Regions from separate parts of the Sus scrofa genome. Here region 2 is linked to region 1. Evidence: chromatin contacts called from public Hi-C data. All regions are on one chromosome and are shown on one strand. Each heading gives the region's core, a stretch centred on a gene start, on an enhancer-like site or on the middle of the called end of the contact. The rest is flanking DNA. Distances are from core to core; before and after follow the strand shown.

Region 1 (6,187 bases), core at 2,454-4,953:
AGCCCGTCTGCGCTAAATGCACTCGCCCAACATTTTAAGGAGCGGTTGGTTTATTTATGCATGATTTCCCCTTCCATTTTTTCCTCCTGCCCTTTCCTTAGAATCACAGACCCTGGATGCGGGGTCTCAACTGTGGCTTTGCCACTAACAAGCCATGGGACCTTGGATCTGTCTCTTAACCTTTGCACACCTCCGTTTCCCTCTTTCAAATGAGGATCAGTGTCACCTACAGCTCCGGTTCCACCCCTGGCCCGGGCACTTTCATATGCTGCGGGTGCAGCTGTTAGAAAAAATAAAATAAAAAGTTGTGTATCAGTCATGTACGATGTGCCAAGTACACAGTTTTTATTGAATCCTCATCTCTCTCTATTACTTTTGCTATTTTATAGACGTGAAAGTTGAAACCTAGCCAAGTTTTCCTGCCCGCGGTCCCCAGGATTTGAACTCAGTCCTCTGCCGCCTACACCACCCTGGGTGGTAGTGGCCCTGGGTGTCCCTGTCTGTTCTCCTCTCTGTCAGAGCTCATCCCAGATTCCTCCTCCGTCCATCCCACCCCTATGGATAAAGGGGGGCTGAACCCAAGTCTTGCAAACGCACGCCTCCTGCTGACCTTGAGTTCCTGGTCCCGTCTTCAGAGTCCTGGGTCCTCACGTTTTCTATCTGTTTTTAGGCGAGCACCTCCGGGAAAGTGCACATACAAGCCGGTGCCGGTGAAAATCAAGAGTAAGCGGATCCCATTCAGGCCACTAGCCAGTGAGTCTGTCTTTGTCTTTGGGCTCAGGGCTTGGCATCCAGGCGCCCGCACAGTGCCCTCTGCAGACAGCTGCCATCCTGGGGCGGGAGGTCTTTTCTCACCAAGGCTTATCCTCTGGGTGAGGACTGGGACCCATGGCTCTGTCTAGATGTCTCCTCTGCGACCAGACGGAGAGGGCCAGCACCTGCTTTTGCTGTGACCTGTGGTCCCTCGTTCGTTCCTTCCTTCCTTTGTGGCCATCCCTGGGGACACAGCAGTGAGCCTGACCTACAGGAGTTCTGAGTCCAGTGAGAGGGCGCATGGAGCACAGGCAAATGAAGAAATAGATGCAGCACGGAGGCTCTGGCTAGAAGGATGTCCAGGCCTCTGACTGGGCCCCCAGCCGGAGGCCCTCTTCCAGGCTAGGTGCGGAGTCAGGAAAGACTCACAGCGGAAGGATGCTGTTTCCAAGGGAACTCTTCTAGAGCCATGCAGCATTGGAGGAATCCCATCACAAAGGAATTGTTTTGGGAGTTCCCATTGGGGCTCAGCAGTAAGGAACCTGACTAGTACCCATGAGGATGCGGGTTTCAATCCCTGGCCTTGATCAGTGGGTTAAGGATCTGGAATTGCCATGAGCTGCTTGTAGGTCACAGATGCTGCCCGGATCTGGCGTTGCTCTGGCTGTGGTGTGTGTAGGCTTGCAGCTGCAGCTGCTATTTGACTCCAAGCCTGGGAACCTCTGTATGCCTTAAAAAGAAAAAAAAAAAAAAAAAAAAGTATTTTTAGATCAAGGCCAGTGAAGGACATTAAAAATGTTAATTTCAAAAGAACTTACATTCAAGGAGTTCCCGTTGTGGCGCAGTGGTTAACGAATCCGACTAGGAACCATGAGGTGGCGGGTTCGGTCCCTGCCCTTGCTCAGTGGGTTAAGGATCCGGCGTTGCTGTGAGCTGTGGTGTAGGTTGCAGATGCAGCTTGGATCCCGCGTTGCTGTGGCTCTGGTGTAGGCCAGTGGCTGCAGCTCCAATTAGACCCCTAGCCTGGGAACCTCCATATGCCTCGGGAGCGGCCCAAGAAATAGCAAAAAGACAAAAAAAAAAAAAAAAAAAAAGAACTTACATTCAAGAACCCTCAAGCGAGCACAGGTTTCCTGGGTGGCACTTCCCTTAGAGCTGCTTTCCAGGGCTTCTATTTCTACTAAATAAATATTTGTTTCCCAGAGACGGTCTTGGACTTGCTAAAGGAGCAAGCTGAAGAAGCTGCTAGAAAATCATCCAACGCAACTGTAACTTCCAGGCCAGACCGGGCCTCCTCTCGGAAAGGCCCCTCCAAGAAGCCAGCTTCCCCCACAAGCAGCAGGAAGCCGTTTCCTCGGCCTGGGGCAAAGAAGCGAGTGTGGTCCCCAGGCCCCCAGGGGAGGAGGAAGCAGAGCCCCAAGACCCCCCCAGGCAGAGGGGCACAGCGGCAGCGAGCTGGCAGGAGCCTCCCTCTGATGCTTCCGTCAAGGTGGTGGGTCAGGGGATGAGCTTCCAGTTTGCCCCTGGGGAACTGCTGCTGCTGCTGCTGCTGCTGCTGCACATGACCTTAGACACCTGGGAAGCTGGGGTGCAGGCGAGGACCAGTGGTGAGAGCTTGACCTTGGGCTGCGCAGTGGTCTTCTCCTCAAGAACCTTGTCCTCTGACCTGACCGGATGCCCCATGTCCGCTTCTGCAGCGAGACCAAAGCCCATGTTGCCAGGCTACCTGGCTGCCTGTTTGCCAGTCTGTAAACCCGCTTGGAAGTCCACTGTGTGTCCCTGTTTGTAAGTGCCCGTGACCTAAGGCAATAAATCAACACTTGCTCAAATGGACCCGGAGTGTTTGATCTCCTGGATGCTTGCCTGGTGGTAAGAAATGGGACGTGGAGTTCCCGCGTGGGGCAGGGGCTCGGCAGCGTCTCTGCGGGCCAGCACGCAGGTTCTGAGCCTGGCCAGGCACAGCAGGTTAAAGGATCCAGTTGCCCCAGCGGGGCCTAGGTCGCAGCTGCGACTGGGATTTGATCCCTGGCCCGGGAACTCCCTATGCCCAGGTGGCCGAAAAAGACAGAAAAGAAAAAAAAAAAAAAAATCTGCCGTGCTTCACCCAGTTTGCCTAAGAGCCATGTGTCACTCCCAAGCCTCATCTCAGGTCTAAGAGGGGGCTTGTAGTGATGCCTTTGGGGGAGAGCTCCTCTAAAATGGATGTCTCCTTCGCCCTCACTGAAGCGAGGGTATGAATAAAGGCAGGTCCTCTGGCGCCTACTGTTCTGCGGGGCAGAGAGCATAGCAAACATGACTACAGGTTGCATACCTATTATGTGCTAAGTTTATATCCACTCTCCAAAACCTCAAAACCTTGCTGCTTGCGTGTTGCCCCATCACTTCTGCTGCAGATCAGGGAAGTGAGGCCTGGCGAGGTTAGGCCACTTGCCCTGGACCACGGCAGCAAGGGAGCGGGGAATTGTTCAGCTGGACTTGAACCAACGCCCCTGTCAGCCTCTCTGGGGGCCCCCAGGGAGGGTGGTGGCTTTTAACCTGGTACTTGAGGAATGACAGAGCTAAGAGCTTCAACAAGTTCTCCAGATTCTGCAGAGTACCCGGAAGAATATAGGCAATTTGACTTAATGGAACAAAACCAAAAATGCCAGGGTTTTAGGATCCAGAGCTAAAATCTTGCAAGCCAAGAAATTGTCCCAGTCACATCATCCTCAAAAGAACCCAGATTAAGAAATACATTCTCTTGTTTTTTGTGGAGTTTGGGTTATGCTGGGGGAGATACTTGATTTCGTCTCAACAAGTGCCATGCTTACAGCTTGCCAGGCACAGTACAGGCTCTGGGAGACCCAAAGAGATGAAAGGCTTACCTGCTGTAAGCACTGTTAAGCATTAACTTGAACTCAAGGTCATGAGACTCGGGATCCTTGAACTTGCCCCATATGAGAGCTGCAAATGGGAGCCGCCCATTTAATTAAAATTTTTCTAGTAGCCAAAAAAAGGTAAAATTAATGCAATTACACAATTTATTTAATCCTGTATATTATGGTATTATTGTTTCAATATGTAATTGATTAAAAATTACTAATGGGATAGTTGACATTCTTTTTTTTTTTTTTTTGGTACTGAATTTTCTAAACCCAATGTGTATTTTATTTCAGCAAATCTCAATCTGGAATAGCCACATTTCAGGCACTCAATGGTTTCATGTGGCAGGGGGCTAGTTTATAGACAGTCCTTTATCAAAACATCCTGGGTGCGGACAATTTCTGTATTCAGAAAATGCTCTGGGGAATTCCCGTTGTGGCTCAGCGGAAACAAACCCAACTAGTAGCCATGAGGATGCGGGTTTGATCCCTGGCCTCTCTCGGTAGGTTAAGGATCCGTGGTTACCACCAGCTGTGGTGTAGGTAGCAGATGCAGCGCGGATCTTACATTGCTGTGTCGTGGGTCAGCAGCTGTAGCTCTGATTCGACCCCTCACCTGGGAACTCCCATATGCCACTCGTGGCCCTTAAAAAAAGAAACAGAAAAGAAAGGGCACTGGTGACTATAGTCACCCAGCATTCGGGAATTCAGGGTAAAAACTGCAAACCTTGGCTTCCCGCGCAGCCCGGGCCCGTTTATTTCGGGGAATCGCTCCCTCTTTCTCTCGTAGGGGGCAGGATGGTGGCGCCAAGCTGGGCTCTGAACGCCAAGCTGCCACGTGTCCTCGTCCAGGCCACGCGGGCCAATCTCTGGGCCCGGCAACAGGGTCTGGAGGCGCCCTCGCCGCGGGTCGGGCCAGCGAGAGCCGGGCTCCAGCGCCACCAGGCGGCCGCGCGGCGTCACTGCAGGCGCAGCCACGTCCCGCCCGCCCCGCGCACCCGCGCCGCGCGCCGCGCGCCGTCGAGGTCCCCGCGTCGCCGCCCTCTGCCTTTCGTAACTCGGCGCGGGGTCTGGGTTTGCAGGGCTTTGAAAACGAGCCCCCGGCGCCTTGCGCCCTCTCTTCCGGCGCTCTGGCCGCAGATTCGGGTAGCGCCGGCCACCGTGGACCATTTTTCTTTTTTTCCTGCTTCGCGGCGTTCCAGGATTTTCTCTTCCGGGTCGCTCTGAGGCACGGTAAGCATGTTCGTGATTTATATTTCAGGACTAAGTCCTGCCAGAAGTACCGTTTTTTAGAAATCACTGTTTCATTTTGGAATCCCTGGTGCGTATTTACGCGGGATGGTTTTTTAAAAAAAGCGGAAATGCAGATGAGGCCCCAGCGAGGATCGAACTCGCGACCCCTGGTTTACAAGACCAGTGCTCTAACCACTGAGCTATGGAGCCTGCTCACTACCTGGCGCGCTGTAATTCAAGGACATTGGAAGTAACATTGCTTTCCGGCAGTCTCAATTAACTGACCCTCGGCGTCCACTATCTCGGACAATTGTAAAGACAACGTAATAAGCAGAAAAAAAAGCCGAATCTCAAAATTGTATGTTTATGATTACCAAACACGAATTCATACCGACGATACATTATGCATACAGATAATTACTGAAAGGGAAAGTGCAAAAATGAAATACTGTTCTAATGGTGCATGAATGGTACCTTTACGTCTTAAAAAGTTCTCCAGTCTGTTGTTTGTATGACAAATTGTATCAAGTTTTGTACTTAGAGGGAAGTTATGGGGGAGTATCTTTGGTACCCGTAACTGAAATAAGTAATCGACTGAGGATGAATTAATTGATTCCACACATTTTTGAGTACGCACGTCCTACCCGATGGTAGAGGTACAGTGAGTAGGTAGCGCTCTGTTCCCTCTCCTGTGTAAACGATCCATCACTGCCTGAAGGAGAGGATGACAAGCACGCGCTCCCAGAGGTCTGGAGGCTTCTCTCCCTGACCTCCTTCAGATTCCTTTTCTCATCAAGACTCTTCTCTCACCACCCCCTCCCCCATTTAACGCGGCACCACCCTCCTTATCCGGCCCCTTTGCCCCCAACTACTCAACTTTCTTTCCTGCTGGACAATGTGTTTATTATTACGTTTATTCTCTCCAGGTTAGAAGTTGGGTCTTTGGGGCCTTTTTATTTCATTCCCTGCTGTATGCCCAGCACCTAGGATGACGTCTAACGCCCCGTGAGCGGGTGCTCAGTAAATGCTGAATGATGGGCATCCGCCGGGAGAAACCGGGAAGCGTTTGGGAGCCGCTTTCTCACGTTCGCCTTTACTGCCTGCCGCCTCCCTGGCCTCGCTCGTCCAGTGGGGGGTTTTCTAACACGCTTGGGCGTCCTCAGCCTGTCTTGTTTCCCTCTGGTCCTGCTGCCCGGCCCTTTGCTCTGAGACGCACCGCCCTGCTGCGCACTTTCCTCGCTCCTCTGCCCAGCCCTCCAGGGCGTCTCGCAGTTCTCAGGACCAAGCCGAGCGCCTCGTTTGGTTTCCTCTTTGGTGCACAGACTTTGCCTCCCTCTAAG
Region 2 (6,696 bases), core at 3,458-5,957, 48 kb before region 1:
TTTTGCTTTTTAGGGCCACACTAGCGGCATACGGAAGTTCCCAGGCTAGGGGTCAAATCGGAGCTGCAGCTGGAGGCTTCACCACAGCCATGGTAACCCCAGCTCCTGAACCCACTGAGGGAGGCCAGGGATTGAACCCACATCTTCATGGATACTAGTCAGGTTCATAACCCTCTGAGCCACAACGGGAACTCCCACTACAATACTATTTATAGTAGCACCCCAAAATGAACTATTTTGAGGTAAATTTAACAAAACATGTGAAAGGGAGTTCCCTTCGTGGCTCAGTGGTTAACGAATCCGACTAGGAACCATGAGGTTGTGGGTTCGGTCCCTGCCCTTGCTCAGTGGGTTGCCGATCTGGCGTTGCCATGAGCTGTGGTGTAGGTTGCAGATGCGGCTCGGGTCCCGTGTTGCTGTGGCTCTGGTGTAGGCCGGTGGCTACAGCTCCGATTCGACCCCTAGCCTGGGAACCTCCATATGCTGCGGGAGCAGCCCATGAAATAGAAAAAAGAGCAAAAAAAAAAAAAAAAAAAGGTGAAAGAACTGAATACTGAAAAGTATAAATTATTGTTGATGAGAATTAAAGAACTAAATAAATGGAGACCAATACCAGATTCATGGATTGGAAGACTTAATATAGTCATAATGTCCATGATCCTTAACTGGTGTGTAAATTTAATTCAATCCCAATCAAAATCCCAGTAGATTTCTTTGCAGAAGTTGACAAGCTAATTTAAGATTTAGGCAGAAGTGCAAAGGACATATGATAACCAAACACCTTTGAAAAAAGAGAAAAAAATTGGAGGAGTTATATTAACTTTTCCTAGACTTATTACAGTTATATTTATTATAGCAGTGTGGTATTGGTATAAGCAGACACAAATCAGAGCTGCAGCTGCTGAACTACAGGGCAATGCCAGATCCTTAACCCACTCAGTGAAGGCAGGGATCGAACTCACATGCTCATGGACACTGGTAGGGTTCATAACCCGCTGAACTACAAAGGGAACTCCCATAAGCTATCAGACTTTAAGTAAAGGGAACATATAATAAGTAGAATTTAAGCAAGTATCCTGTTGTGAAGGCCAAGGAGAATGAAGATTTGCAGGCCAGTGGAGGTAAACCCTTTCCCTACAGTTAAAAAGCCATGTCAAGAATTCCTGCTTGGGCTCAGCATGGTGTCGGAGAGGACGTGGGTTCAATCCTTGGCCTCATTCGGTGGATTAAGGATCTGGCATTGCCACATGCTGCAGCATACGTTGCAGACGTGGCTCAGATCCGTTTTGTTGCCTTGGCTGCGATGTAGGCTGACAGCTGCAGGTCTGATTCAAGCCCTGGCCCAGGAACTTCCCTATGCCACAGGTGTGTCCATAAAAAGAAAAAAAAGCCAAGTCAAAGTCATGTTAAAGGGTATGTCCCCCTGAGCATGAGTCACATACAAGGCAAAGTCTTCTATCAGCATGTACTGTTTGTCTAGTCCTGACAAATATTATTCCAATTTGTACTGAACAAACTCAAACATCTTTAAGGAACATATAGGCTTATATAGAAGTTCCTGTTTCCGGTTCTGTCTAGTTTACCTTGGCACTATTTTCATGGAAGTCAAATATTTGGTGCTTTGAACAAATACAGAACAAATTCCAGGGTGGAACCTGTACAACACAATTTCCACAGTGGAGACTGTTTGGCTTAATCTATTTACAGGTTTCAGATAGGAATTGCTTCCATACTAGGACAACAGCAGAGGCAGAGAATGTCGTCCAAAAAAGCATTAAACTAGGTATCAGAAGTCTAATTGTGTGACCCTAGGCAAGTTGCCAACCTCACTGAGTCTCAGATTCCTTGACTGTAACACTGGGGTTAGTGGTAAAACTTCACATTTCTATAAGAAGCAATGAGATAACTGATTAAAATGTGGCCCATCACTGTTGTTTAAATAATTAAAAAGCAAAATCTTAAGACTCTTACAACCAACAGGGATGGTGATGGTACCAGAGTCTCAGTCAATCAATGACTTCATCTCAGAGGAGAGATTTTTTTGATAGAAACCTACCCTGGAAATTGTTCCCTTCTTACTAAAACACAGAATGGAGGGTAACAGCCCCACCCCCAAAAGTGTGCTTATTGGTCAAAAGTGCCTCCTGGAAGGAGACACTGAGAGCTAAGAGGGAGAAAGTATGCTCTAGGTGTAACGTACAACCTAGCAGACCTGTTACAGATCATACACAGCAAATTTCCTGAATCTTTAGTATTTTGATTGACACACATCGTACAAACTAGGAACAGGAACGTAAATACCATCATGAAGATCGTACTCGAGTGGGTACCAAGCAACTGCGTACTCAAAGAGTGGTTCTTTGCAAGTACAAAAGCTCATCCCAATTCCAATTTAATTCTACATGGGATTCGAAATGGCATGGAACACATATTCGATGATGTCAAACCAGAATGATTAAATAGAGAGTCTAAAAAGGGGGGGTGGGGTGGAGTTCCCATTGTGGCTTAGTGGTAACTAACCTGGCTAGTATCCATGAGGATGCAGGTTTAATCCCTGGCCTTGCTCAGTGGGTTAAGGATCCGGTGTTGCCACGAGCTGTGGTGTAGATCACAGATGTGGCTCTGATCTGGCATTGCTGTGGCTGTGAGCAGGCCAGCTGCTGTGGTTCCAATTCAATCCCTAGCCTGGGAACTTCCATATGCCGAATGTGCAGCCTTAAAAAGAAAAAAAAAAAAAAAGTCATCTTATTAAGTTGCTCTTTAGCACAATGCAATCTTTTTGTTCCTTAGGATATGTTTTCTCTTAGATTGGAGTCTAGAAGTCTTTTGTATGTTTTGCTTTATTTTTTAAATTTAATTAATTAATTTATTTGTATTTTTAGGGCCAAACCCGTGGCATAGGGAGGTTCCCAGGCTAGGGGTCTAATTGGAGCTGTAGCTGCCAGCCTACACCACAGCCACAGCAACACCAGATCCGAACCGCATCTTCAACCTACACCACAGCTCAGGGCAATGCCGGATCCTTAACCCACTGAGCAAGGGCAGGGATTGAAACTGTGTCCTCACGGATGCTAGTTAGATTCATTTCCGCTGAGCCACGATGGGAACTCCATGTTTTCCTTTATGTTTGCATTTCTGTTATACCATTTCCTTTTTTAAAATATTATTTATGGTATTTGGTGTGATATAGTATCATTTTCTTTTTACTCTCTTCCCTCTGACACGTTTTCAACCAGAAATGTACCATGGAAAAGGGAACAAGTAGGTAGAGCATGTAAAGATATTTGTTCTAACTTTCTTTTACCTATTGTCTGAGAATGTTTAGGTAAATCAAATTTCTTCCCCATTTTTTTGTGGGAGTATGAATTTTTAGCTAGATAAAATCCATTCTAGATTGGTTTTGGTGAAATTATACCTCACAGTAAGGAAAGAAATGTAACTAGACCAAATCTTTAGACTAGAAACTTGTGTCTATGTTATTTAGTGTAGGTGTCCCCCTGAATCACAGCATCACTTAGGTCAGCCTTGTCTGTGGAGCTTGTGCACAGGCTTGAGTGAGGCCGGATTTTTGACACACAGAGCAGCAGAATTTTCCTCACAAGCCCATGGTTGCTGCATAATGTTACTGAAGACAACATACAATCAAGTATTTCAGCATTTTAAGGAATCCCTGTACAAACTCTTACTAGACCCTTTGATCGTCTCTACAATACTGTGATTCTGCTGAAATAGCTCACTTTCAGGTCGGGGGAAACGCAAACGTTCCTGCGGGAGCCTAATTCATTATCTCTGTAGACTTAGTTATGAACCAAATTGTTTTAATGACTTTCAAGCTGCCTCTCTTTTACTTTCATTACTGAGTCCTGGTTCCATTCTCTGATGCTAGGAAAAGTCTGACCCTTCCTTCACAGATAAAACCTCCAAATTTTGAGTTCCCATGGGTCTTTAGTTTTCCAGGATTATCTTCCCTAGAACGCCTCAATTTCCCCTCGTTACATTTAACCACTTTACTTTCGACTCCCTATCACATTAAGTTTGTCAGCGTTCCTCGTGAAATGACCCCAGAGGACTCCATGGAACCAACTCCAATGAGAAGGAAAACGATATTCTTGCCCAAATTTGGCGGAGGCAGCCACATAAATTAAAAGTTAACACTTTAATAAGAGAAAAAAGATCTCAAGGAAGAATTAAAAGCCCATGCGGGAGTTCCGGTTGTAGTTCAGCCAGCCGGGCTAGTATCCACGAGGATGCGGGTTCCTTCCCTGGGCCTGCTAAGTGAGTTAGGGGCCAGGTGTTTCCAGTGAGCTGTGATGTAGGTTCACGCGGCTCGGATCTGGCGTTGCTGCAGCTGCACGCTGGCAGCTGCAGCTCCTATTCCACCCGTAGCCTGGGAACGTCCATGTGCTGCAGATGCGGCCCTAAAAAGCGAAAAAACAAAAAGCCTCGGCAAAGATTTATCTTGTTAGAATCACAAGCCACGCCTCCGACGCTCGCTGAGTGGGCGCACAAGCCACGCAGTAGCCGGAAGGTCGCACGGAGAACTACTCAGTTAAAGTGACATTTCGGTGTTTTGACTGTTACCCTTTTCCAGGCGGCCTTCCTCTGCTCCAATCTTGACTTGCAATTAAAGGCTCCCATTCTTCCCGCTGAGCACGTCTAGGAGGAACACCTGGGGCCACTCCAATGGGAAAGCGGCAGTCCACGGCTACTTCCGGGTCACGTCCGGGTCGAGGCCCTCACCACCCAATCGGGAGTCAGGGGCGGGGCTGCGTCTGCGCGCCGCGGAACGGCGGAGGGCGGCTTTGCAGCTTTTGCTCTGAGTGCTCCTTTGCTTCCTCTGCTTTGGGTGGGAGTTTGCTCTCACCCGGCCGCAGTCGCGCGGCGGGTTTGGTGCCCAGGGGAGCTCCGGCTTTAACAGGTGAGTCTCGCGGTGGTCGTCCGTATGTCGTTGCCCCGGGACGGGACGGAAGGGCTGTGCTAGGATTTAGTCGTCATCTCCTTTCCCGTGTTTTCCTGATGCTCTGAAGCTCGCGTTCGGAGCGTGCTGCTGGAGGGGAGGAGAAGCTTTGGTACTGTAACAACTGCTCGGCCCCAATTTAGGCTTTTAGAGTGAAAAAGGGAGAGCTGCTTCTGGAATGACTCCTTAAGGAATATGCGAGTCGGGTTCAAACTCCGTTGTCATTTCAAACCCATGCTAACCCCAGAGTTTGATTGTGAAAGGTGTACTCGGGCTGTGACGTGGAGAAGCCCAATTGGAGGCGGGGTAACTAGTTATAAAGTTAATGCAGTAGTCCAGACAATTTGCAGGGGGGTGGTGAAGAGTCTAGGCGCAGGGGGAAGATGGGAGCAGTACCAGCAGGACCCAGTACGCCGTTGGATAAGTGGAAGGAGGGAAAGGGGCCTGAGCATCTTGAGAATTAGGTCCAAACTCAGCTTTTCGCATCCTCCTGCACTTACTACCCATCCACCCAGAATCTGTTCATGCCAAGTGTGTTTAGTGTTCTAGTTCCTGGAATACTGTCCTCACCTTTCTTGTGACATTGGACCAGGTTACCTAGTTTCACTGAGCCCTTTAGTGCTTTCAGTATGAAAATGGAAGAAAACAGTAGTACTTACGCTGGATTTCTGTAAGAACTGAATTAGATACCTTGTATCCCTGGTGTATTGGAAGGGGCAATACATGTTTAGTACTGCTGTTATTATTGTATTTGTCATATTGTTTTGTTATTATACATTTTGCTGTTTTTTTCTCTAGATGAGTGTTTTTTAAAAAATTGGGAACAGCTCAAAAGGATTTATTTGTGTATGTATTTATTATTAGGATCACACCTGTAGCATATATGGAAGTTCCCAGGCTAGTAGTTGAATCAGCTGCTGGCCCATACCACAGCCACAGCCAGGCCAGATCAGAGCCATGTCTGAGGCCTGCACCACAGCTCACGACAATGCTGGATCCTTAACCCATTGAGCAGGGCCCGGGGTCAAACTCACATCCTCATAGATGTTCACAGGGTTCATAACCCACTGAGCCACAACGGGAACTTTTTTATTTTTATTTTTTTAATTTTTAATTTTTAATTTTATGGGCCTATTGTTGACTTATGATGTGTTAGTCTCAGGTGTACAGCCTGAATCAGTTATGGATATAACTATATCCATTTTTTTTTTCCCGTATAGGTTATTACAAACTATTGAGTAGATTTTCCTGAGTTTTTTTTTTTAATAAAAGGATAATTATCTTATTTACCTTTGTATCTTCTTGAAATATGGTAGTAGTTATAGTTATCTTTCTTTTTTTTCGTGGGTCATTCTTTTGGGCTGCTGCTGATGTAATTAATTCATTTCCTACTTTAAAGGAACTACCAGGTACAGTTAATTTTGTTAATCATTGATATTTGTGAGATAAAAGATGGCTGTCTTTCTGTATAACTGGGAAGCCTATGAAATAAGATGTACAGAAAATAACTGGTACTGTCAGCTTGGAACAGGTATGAGTGATTTCAGTGAAGAATTGATACGGCCCACGACAGAGGATGAACAGGGGGAAAAATGCGTGTCCTCTGGTACAGGGATGTGTTTTCCTTGGCTCCAAAAGCATATAGAAACTATAGGTAAGTGAAATAACATACACGCTTTTCAGCTTTAATGCAAGGAAGTGATAAGCTTCAATATGGATGCAAAAATGGATAACCAGGC

The links. Hi-C and Micro-C count contacts between places; a contact is called where the count stands out from the background.
Region 2: a Hi-C map of liver shows a contact between it and region 1, with 2.7 times the contacts expected there. The contact joins the promoter of MIA3 here to the promoter of LOC110255736 in region 1. A contact is called at or near these places in 2 of 5 promoter capture datasets (both in liver), 4 of 47 Hi-C or Micro-C datasets (embryonic fibroblasts and liver) and 2 of 2 datasets of contacts at active chromatin or transcription factors (alveolar macrophages and skeletal muscle).

Annotation. Positions count from the first base shown.
Region 1 is chr10:11,312,246-11,318,432 of Sscrofa11.1, reverse strand. It overlaps LOC110255736, which reads left to right and starts at 3,703. Exons shown (of 7, transcript XM_021065090.1): 1 at 3,703-3,749; 2 at 4,405-4,847. The coding sequence starts at 3,703. It overlaps HHIPL2 (HHIP-like protein 2), which reads left to right. Exons shown (of 10, transcript XR_002336124.1): 9 at 1-753; 10 at 1,957-2,586. It overlaps TRNAT-UGU (a tRNA gene), which reads right to left and starts at 5,057; the gene lies at 4,985-5,057.
Region 2 is chr10:11,360,500-11,367,195 of Sscrofa11.1, reverse strand. It overlaps MIA3 (melanoma inhibitory activity protein 3), which reads right to left and starts at 4,707. Exons shown (of 28, transcript XM_021064137.1): 1 at 4,582-4,707. It overlaps TAF1A (TATA box-binding protein-associated factor RNA polymerase I subunit A), which reads left to right and starts at 4,764. Exons shown (of 11, transcript XM_005667923.3): 1 at 4,764-4,918; 2 at 6,479-6,611. The coding sequence starts at 6,491.